Regions from separate parts of the Rattus norvegicus genome. Here region 2 is linked to region 1. A link is a contact called in public Hi-C data. All regions are on one chromosome and are shown on one strand. Each heading gives the region's core, a stretch centred on a gene start, on an enhancer-like site or on the middle of the called end of the contact. The rest is flanking DNA. Distances are from core to core; before and after follow the strand shown. Region 1 overlaps Wwp2 (WW domain containing E3 ubiquitin protein ligase 2). Region 2 overlaps Wwp2 (WW domain containing E3 ubiquitin protein ligase 2).

Evidence for each region. Hi-C and Micro-C count contacts between places; a contact is called where the count stands out from the background.
Region 2: a contact with region 1 is called in a Hi-C map of Schwann cells, with 1.6 times the contacts expected there. The contact joins two enhancer-like sites. A contact is called at or near these places in 3 of 12 Hi-C or Micro-C datasets (the A7r5 cell line, Schwann cells and kidney) and 1 of 1 datasets of contacts at active chromatin or transcription factors (oligodendrocytes).

The regions. Positions count from the first base shown.
Region 1 is chr19:52,289,429-52,293,530 of GRCr8, forward strand. All of the region lies in intron 4 of Wwp2 (WW domain containing E3 ubiquitin protein ligase 2), which reads left to right. Among named protein-coding and RNA genes, the nearest start is that of Wwp2, 35 kb to the left of the region's middle. Within about 2 kb of position 2,428, at least 36 of the 93 cell types and tissues checked have an H3K27ac peak or open chromatin away from gene starts, as enhancers often do. A contact at or near this core is called in Schwann cells, where this site is marked.
Region 2 is chr19:52,344,552-52,348,653 of GRCr8, forward strand. The region is part of intron 8 of Wwp2 (WW domain containing E3 ubiquitin protein ligase 2); the gene reads left to right. Among named protein-coding and RNA genes, the nearest start is that of Mir140, 29 kb to the right of the region's middle. Within about 2 kb of position 2,265, at least 10 of the 93 cell types and tissues checked have an H3K27ac peak or open chromatin away from gene starts, as enhancers often do. A contact at or near this core is called in Schwann cells, where this site is marked.

The sequences.
Region 1 (4,102 bases), core at 1,178-3,677:
CACCCCAGCCATCCCTTTGACCATCAGTGGAACGAGATAAAGTTGAAATGCTTGTAACAGCAGTTTGTTTTTGTGTTTCTGAGGTAGGGTCTCACTGTGTAGCTAGCTGGGATTTGCTTTGTAGACCGGGTTGACTTCAAAGTTGCAGTGATTTTTGTGGCTCTGCCGCTTGAGTGACAGAGTCACGGGTGTGGGTCACCATACCTGGTTTAGGGCATTTAGTTTAGTTTAGTTTTGTGTGCAGGCCCCCATAGTTTAACCGTGGCCTGTGTGGATCCTTGCTCTGGTAGTTGAATCTTCCAAGGTATCTTTATACTCCTATCCCTTTTTGTCTGGGGATAAACCCCTAGGTATGTGACTGCTGGATCAAGGGCAGGTGTGGGTCATGTCCTTTGGTGCCAGCTGCCAAGGTCTGCTGTCAAGTCTGGGCTCACTTGTGAGTGTGCACATTTGTCTGGTTTCCTCTGCCTTAAATGACTGGGTACTGTCAGTTGTTTAATCGTGGCTGGTCTGTTAGGCAGCAGTGACTTGGTTTGGTTTTGGTGCCTGTTAGGGCCTTATGTAGCTCATGTTGACTTAAAAGCTGCTGTATAGCCTGCAGACCTTCAGTTCCTGATCCCTGGGATGAGTGGGGTGTATGGCCATGACACCTCTTCTTTTCCTCCTTCTCTTGTATGCACTGTGCTGGGGAGGTCACCAGGCCTTGAGCTGCAGCCCCAGTTCTGCCTTTTCTTCTTAGGAGCCACCGGTTAGACTCCTGTCACTATCACTCTTCTGTAAGTGCTGAGCCATGGTTGCTATGGCTTCCACACTCCAGACCCAGAGGCTAGCTCTCCAGCTCGGTTCACTTGTATCACAAATGCACACTCCCCGTTGATTCCTCTGTGGTCTTCCGTCCGAGTCACTCAGCTTGGTAGGTAGCACTCTTTGCCAGTCTGTCTCTCTGGTCACTCTGACTCATGGACCTTTGCTAGTTCTCCTTACTGGTCTTGAGACACTAAGATACTCTGAGTTCACTTAGTCCCATGTCCCTTGCTGTACCCTTCCTTTCGTGTGATCACATGGCCTTGTGGCTTTAAATTCCTTCTGTGCATGTAAGATTTGTAGTCTGGGTCTCTCCTCATGACAGCACAAAAGTGTTTATTCCTAATTAGCCCCCTTCAGGGTACATAAGCATGCAACTCTACTGGTGTATTACACCCCTGTTACCAGCACAGGAGGCACCACAGCTTCAAGATCAAACTGCTCTACACAGTGAGTTCCAGGCCAGCCACAGACTACCTTAGCTTATAAGCGGAAAAAAAAAAAAAAAAAGAAAAAAAGAAAAAAAGAGAGAGAAAATGAGGGACTGGTGGGATGGCTCAGTGGTTAAGAATACGGGCTGCTTTCTCAGATATCCTGGGTTCCATCCCCAATACACAGATGCTGGCTAGCAACCATCTTAACTCTCATTCTAGGGCTTCTAACATCCTCCTCTGACCCACGCAGGCACCAGGCATGCATGTGGTGCTCTGACATGCACAAAGGAAAACACCCATATACCTAAAAAAATAAAGAATTAAGGAAATAATTGATGAGAAAACAAAAATAAAACCAGAGTATACAAGTTGATGCTTTTATTAATCAATTAATTAATTTGAGACACAGTCTCACTATCCATCCCTTGGCTGGTATGGAACTCTCCACAGATAGGCAGGTCTTGAGCTATGGAGATTTCATGGGAAGTCTGCCTCTGCTTCCCCCAGTGTCAGATCCTTAGAGGATGCATTTTCTGTTTTGTTCACCGTGTTTGCTGTGATTACCCTATGGAACACCCCCCCACACACACACACACACAGGCGCACACGCACGGAGGCTCACACAGAGGTGCACATATGTGCACACATACCCCTGAAGCATGAAGCAGAGAGGCAGGACAGTCAGTGCTCATGCCCACTTGGGACTATAGATGGATTGTACCCTCAACCCCAAATGGAAGCCTTTGTTTCATTTCTCTCCTATCCAGTTGCATTGACATCAGTGTCTCCTTTCTCTTGATTGGCACCAGATGCCAGGCTCTGGGGTCTAAACTGACTGTTAATGGTCTCTGAAAAGCTCCCTGTGTGTTGCCTTCTATCCTCCTGCACCTCAGGCAGATGTGTCCAAGCCAGAACCTCAAGGAATTCCCAAAGAAGCCAAAAGCAGCTCCCTCCCTCTCCACCCCCCACCCCAATCCTCTCAAGTCCAGGCTGGGTCTGTTTCGTGGCTTTGGTGTCAACCACGAGCTGTTGGAAAGAAAAGTCCTTTTAACGAGAGTCTTAAAAAGTAAACATGGGCCCTGCAAACGTTGTTCAAACAAACCTGCTTTCAGTGTCACTGGCTGAGAGGCTGCTTTGTGGAGCCTCAACTGAGGGAAGAAGAAAAAGCCTTCTGTTTGGCATCCTTGTGCTGGGTGGGGGCCTCAGTACTGCTGCTGGCTGCTGCTCAGTGTTGTCTGTCAGCCCCGAGGGAACATGTATGTGGCAAAGGGCTTTTCCACCTCTGGAGTGGATGACCTGAATGCTAGTCAAAGTGGCTTCTCCTGTCCTCTTTTTTGCAGGAATAGGGTGGCTTTGGCATTAATGCCTGTCCTTAAGCTGTTTCTTCCAAGCTGAATGTGGGAGCCAGAGGAAGGAGGATAGATTTGAGGATAGCCTGGTCTCCTTGTCAAGTTCCTGGTCTTTAGGCCAATGGGAGCTATAGATTGAGATCCTGTCTCAAACAAAAGAAAACAAGATGTTTTCCTTCATTTCTTTCTTAGGCTTAAGAAAGCTCTCGGCGTTGGCCGGTGAGGAGGTTCACCTTTTCTTTCCAGGGTGTTTTCTTAGGCTCACTCGGCTCACCTGGAAATGAACGGGTGGGGATTGTGTTCACCGCCATTCACACGACTCCTTCCTCTGAGTGCTCAGCTAGACTGTAGAGTTCAGATGGACGACGGAGGCAGAATGCACCGCACTGCTCCTGGACTTAGGGTCTGAAGAAGAAGCCAACGCCATGCCAACTAATGCTGCAAGTCTTTCCATGTGGGAGAAAGCACCGGGTGTCCTGTGCTGTAGCCTGGTGCCTACACCCCACACTGACAGGCTTCACAGCTCTTCAGATGGTGGCCCTGCATTGGTGACAGGGAGTAAGACCATCGTTGGAAATGAGCTGTTCTCTTCCCTGATACACTAGCTTTTACATGGCGGGAATAATAGAGTCATTCTACACATTTCTTTCTTTAAATATTGATGTTTCAGTGTTGTGTCCATGTCATATACACCTTTACACTCATTAATCCAAAACCTAATTGGGGCACAATGGTTTATTCCTTTGAAATTGGAATTTTAAAAAACAGTTTTTAGGAAGGAAAATGTTTTAACAGCAGAATTTTATGTATATTTAGGAAGGATCCTGCTTTTGCTATGCTTTGAATCTTTATAAAGATCTTTGTTCAATGCAAGCCTGTCTCAGCCCCGGACTCAGTCCTGTGTGTGTAAACATGGCTTTGGTCCTGCCTGGGGAGCAGGGAGGGGGGGTGATGGCTGAGGTTCCCTGAGGGCACAGGGAATGGATGATCTGTGAAAACTGGCCCAGGCTGCATGGAGATGAATGGTGTGAGGAGGACTTTCCCTCCCTAGGGGCAGAGGAGCCTGTGAGGCAGCTGCAGTAACTGACAGAGCAGCTCATGCTAAATACCTGGCTTCCCTGCTTTCCCAGCCTGTTACTCATTCTCCTAAATCTCTACCAGTATGTAAATAGGCTGTGGCTTGACAGATTTGCCAGGACAGATGAAGGCTGTGTTTTAGGGGAATCTTCTACTTCAGGAAACTGCTTTGTTAGATGGATGGCTGTGATGACCAAGTAGTTCTGGGAGGATAGGGACAGACGCAGGGGCAGGAGGCGTCTACATGGATTTTAAGGATAGCCCCTCTTCCTTACTTTGGAAGACTGTTGTTTCTGCCCTGCAGGACTCTTCTCCGATTGCTTCATCTGTCTTTGTGACAGCATTTGACTGTTATATGTGAAGGTTCATCACACTCAGTCATCTGCAGTGGTCACATGTCCATCTAGACCTCCTCTCCATGCCCACCATGTGCAGGTG
Region 2 (4,102 bases), core at 1,015-3,514, 55 kb after region 1:
TTTATTTTATTTATATGAGTACACCGTCACTGTCTTTTAGACACATCAGAAGAGGGCATCAGATTCCATTACAGATGGTTGTGAGCCACCATGTGGTTGCTGGGAATTGAACTCAGGACCTCTGGAAGAGCAGTCAGTGCTCTTAACTGCTGAGCCATCTCTCCAGCCCGACTTTGTCCTCTTCTTTCATCATGTGGGTTCTGAGAATCAAACTCAGGTTGCCAAGTGTCTTTACCTACTGAGCCATCTCACCGGCCTGCGTTTTCCCATCAGACAAATTAGTCATCACTGTTAAGAGATGGCAGGTCCAGGGCTGGGCTTGGCAAATGTGGAGCTAAATGAGAAATGCTGTGTGTTATGACGTCTGTTCTGGTTCCACTAAGCTCTTCCTCTGGATGCCTGATCCAATCCCTTGGCTTCCTCAAGAACTGATGCCAGCGTTCATATCTCTGTCTTGAGCCCACTGCATTAGCTGTTTATCTTAACTCAACCTGAAACTCAAGCGTCCTCTGATCTGTCTGACCCTGTCCTGAAAAGGGCCTACCATTGGCCTAGGCGACCACCAGACCATCATCTTTCTTTACACTAATCTTTTTTTTTTTTAAAACACTAGCTTTTAAAGATTTATTTTATTTATTATATATATATAAGTACACTGTAGCTGTCTTCAGATACACCAGAAGAGGGCATCGGATCTCCTTACAGATGGTTGTGAGCCACCATGTGGTTGCTGGGAATTGAACTCATGACTTCTGGAAGAGCAGTCGGGTGCTCTTAACCGCTGAGCCATCTCTCCAGCCCTACACTAATCTTTTAAAGTAAAACTCTTAAGCACGAACTTTCCTACTTAAAATGCTACATTTCTTCCTATGGTCTTTAGGGATACATTTTTCAATTCTTAAGTAAGCTGAAAATCTCTGACAAATGGGGCTCCATCCACCCTTCAGCCTTTTGTGCAAGCCACTCTACCATCCCATACTCTAAGCTCTAGTTGTAATAAATTAGTTTGGGCCACAAACTACCCTCTCTCCAAACTGAGGGTCCTCCCCCATGATGGCTCTCTCAAAACTTCCTCAACATCTTGATTTTTTTTTTCTTTCTTTTTTTTTGGAGCTGGGGACCAAACCCAGGGCCTTGCGCTTGCTAGGCAAGCGCTCTACCACTGAGCTAAATCCCCAACCCCAACATCTTGATTTTTAAATCCTTAAGTTTCAGGTTAATGACAATTCTCAGGAAGGAATCAGCCCTCTGTGATCCCTGGTAGACATGTATGTATGTATGTATGTATGTATGTATGTATGTATAGCCATATGTAGGACATGTATGCATGTCTTTTCTCATACCTGTAATTGCTTGACCAAGTCACTCTGTCACTGTGGCCTGGAGGTGACCCGAGACCCACTTGTACCGTAGACATCTAAATGTTATCCTTTCTCTCCCCATTTTCTCTCTTCCTTTTCACCTGGATGAATTTCTGTTTCTGAGGCTTTAAAGAGAGAACATCTATGACAGAATATAACATTTTCCTTCATTCTCTGGGTCAACTGGCTTTGGGTTTTCTGTGTCTGTCTGTCTGTCACAGAAAGGAACGCTCCTCTTCGTTTACAAAGCTCCTGCTCGCTGGATGCTCTTAGAAGTATCTCTGAAGAAGCGACCTTGCCTGCTTGGGCCTTGGGTGACTGTCACCAACGTTACCTTCTCAGATCTTCCATCTCCTTTGCTGAGGGATGGAAATGTTCACTGGGGATTCCAAGAATTGCCACATTGGTTTTCTGAAATTTATAGCAGGAAAGAATGGTTGCACACATCTGTGTGCTTCCAGGCTGAGGGCTTCTGAAACCTAAGCTGCCTAAGGCCAAATGCAACATTCCTTGGTCCATTTCTCTCCGCCTGTCTGGAAGTCCTCCTTTTTACTCCCTAAAGCTTTTAACTTAGTTAGCCCCAAAGAAGCTACTGGAAGGGTGTAGAATGTCCAGGTTGTAAGTGTGTATTGAAAGGAGGGGCGTTGGGCACACGTGAGGTAGCGGTCCATGCAAGGGCTAGAAAGTGTGGCCACTTTGGTCAGTTGGCCCTGTGTCTGGTTTTTCTCACTGTCAGAGCCCACTGTGGAGACGGAATACCCATGAACAGCCCATGTGTACATGGCTTTGACAAACCCCCATTCCGGCCTAGTTTCTCAGCTCCAAGTCGCTCACACAGAGGCACATTATTTTACCCTGGCAGCTAGCACACGGCTGTGGTTTCTTACATAAGAGAGGACGTTGTGTTTGGACTGCCGGCTTACCTCAGTTCCATTTCACACCATCCCTGTTCCTCCCAAGTCATTGGCTGCTCTGTTTCCTGCCTCAGAGTAGGATTAATGGAATGGCGTTTTTTGGCCCTTCCATATTTGCTGTCTGCCCTGTCCCCATTCCCTGTGCTGGAGACCCTGAGCTTCTTGGGGTGGACTTTGAGGTCCTTGAGACAGCTTTGGAGAGTTTTCTGGTGCTTTGTAGAAACACTCAAAAAGACGGGGGAATTTGGAGCATCTGCTAAGTTACAAGCGAGCCTGTTCCACTGAATCTCACTTCAAACTTGATTTTGGCTTTAACCAAAGTACTCACTCAGAGCATTTTATAGTGCTCTACAAACTATAAATGAAGATCATGCCATTCAGGAGGGCTGCTACTCATTTACTTCCAAATTTTCAACTATAATGAATGTTCACTTTTGTTTTATCTTCTGTTCAAGGGATCACTTACATACCTAGATGCTGAGGCAATGTCAAAGACACAGAAGTTTCTAAAAGCTAAGGAACCTGCTTTTGGGCTCAGGACTGCTAACAGTTTGGTTCATGGTCCACATTTTTAGTAACTTGGGATTAAAGGGTTATATTGGAGACTGTGCCCTTTCCACACCTTGTGTTATTGTGGAATATGGACTTGTTCTTCAGCCCCCAAAAGATTATTCCATGCTTCGATAACTCAAAGAGTATATCTTCCTTCCAAAAGACTCTGCTGCCCAGTGGACTGCTGAGCCATGAGGTGCTCTTCCTATATCTAAAGTATGCAGTCACATACAACCATTAGTCCATCTTTACTGTGCTTTCTTGAGAGCTCCTCAAGAATACGGAATCTCATACCCATCTCGGCATCATCAGCATCCTTCGTGCTTTAAAGATGAGTTTGAAACCAGCCTGGGCCACAGAGTAAAAGACCCTGTTTCAAAAAAATCTAAAAAGCAAAACCCACAAAACAACAAAGCAAAAGCAAACAAGATCCTTGATTGTCAGGGGAGGAAGGAGAGGTGTTGGGAGTACAGACGCAGCATAGCAACCGCAGGGTCAAAGACCTTTCTAGACTTAAGCATCGATGCTTTTATGTACCTTGTGTCATTTTCCTGACCATCAACAGAAGCTACCAGATGGCACGAACTCTGCGCTGAGTTGGGGATTGCTGAGTTCAGCCCAGAGACTGTTTTTTTATTAATGCAATGCGAGTTAGCTAATTTTTGTCTTTATGCCGCAAGTGAGGACACCCTGAACAATTCACCTGGGGTGACAGATTCTGACACCAAGGTGACATATCTCCAGCCTTTGGTAGTGTGATAGTATGTGCTTGTACTTTTGTAAGCTGTTAGAAGTGTGCAGATAAAATGATGGATGGGGCAGGCAGGAGGCCTTAGTTGGTAAAGGACGACAGCAAGCCTGATGTCCCTGAACCAGAAAGGTGGAAGGAGAGCCAACCCCAAGTTGTCCCCTGACCTTCCCAAGTGCCTGACCCTTAAATAGACAGACAGACAGACAAACAAACAAATGTAGCCCCATCTCCTCCAAAGAACTCTGAGTTCTTAAATACATCTGAAAGTCTTGTATGCGCTTCTCTGATACAGTTCATGTGTATAGGAATGCCTAAAATGTGGTCACATCCACGTAATGGGTCATGTGGTTTTCTGTTGTATGAATAGTAGAAGCTTGTGCAACCTCTCGTTTCTCTACAATTGCAGTCGTGCTGCATGAGGCCTTCCCCTGTGCATGCCTTTTGTATGCTTGCTTGTTTCTGTAGGAACTGTCCTGGCACTGGCTGGGCCTGCAGCACAGGGGTAAAGTGCTTGTCTAACATAC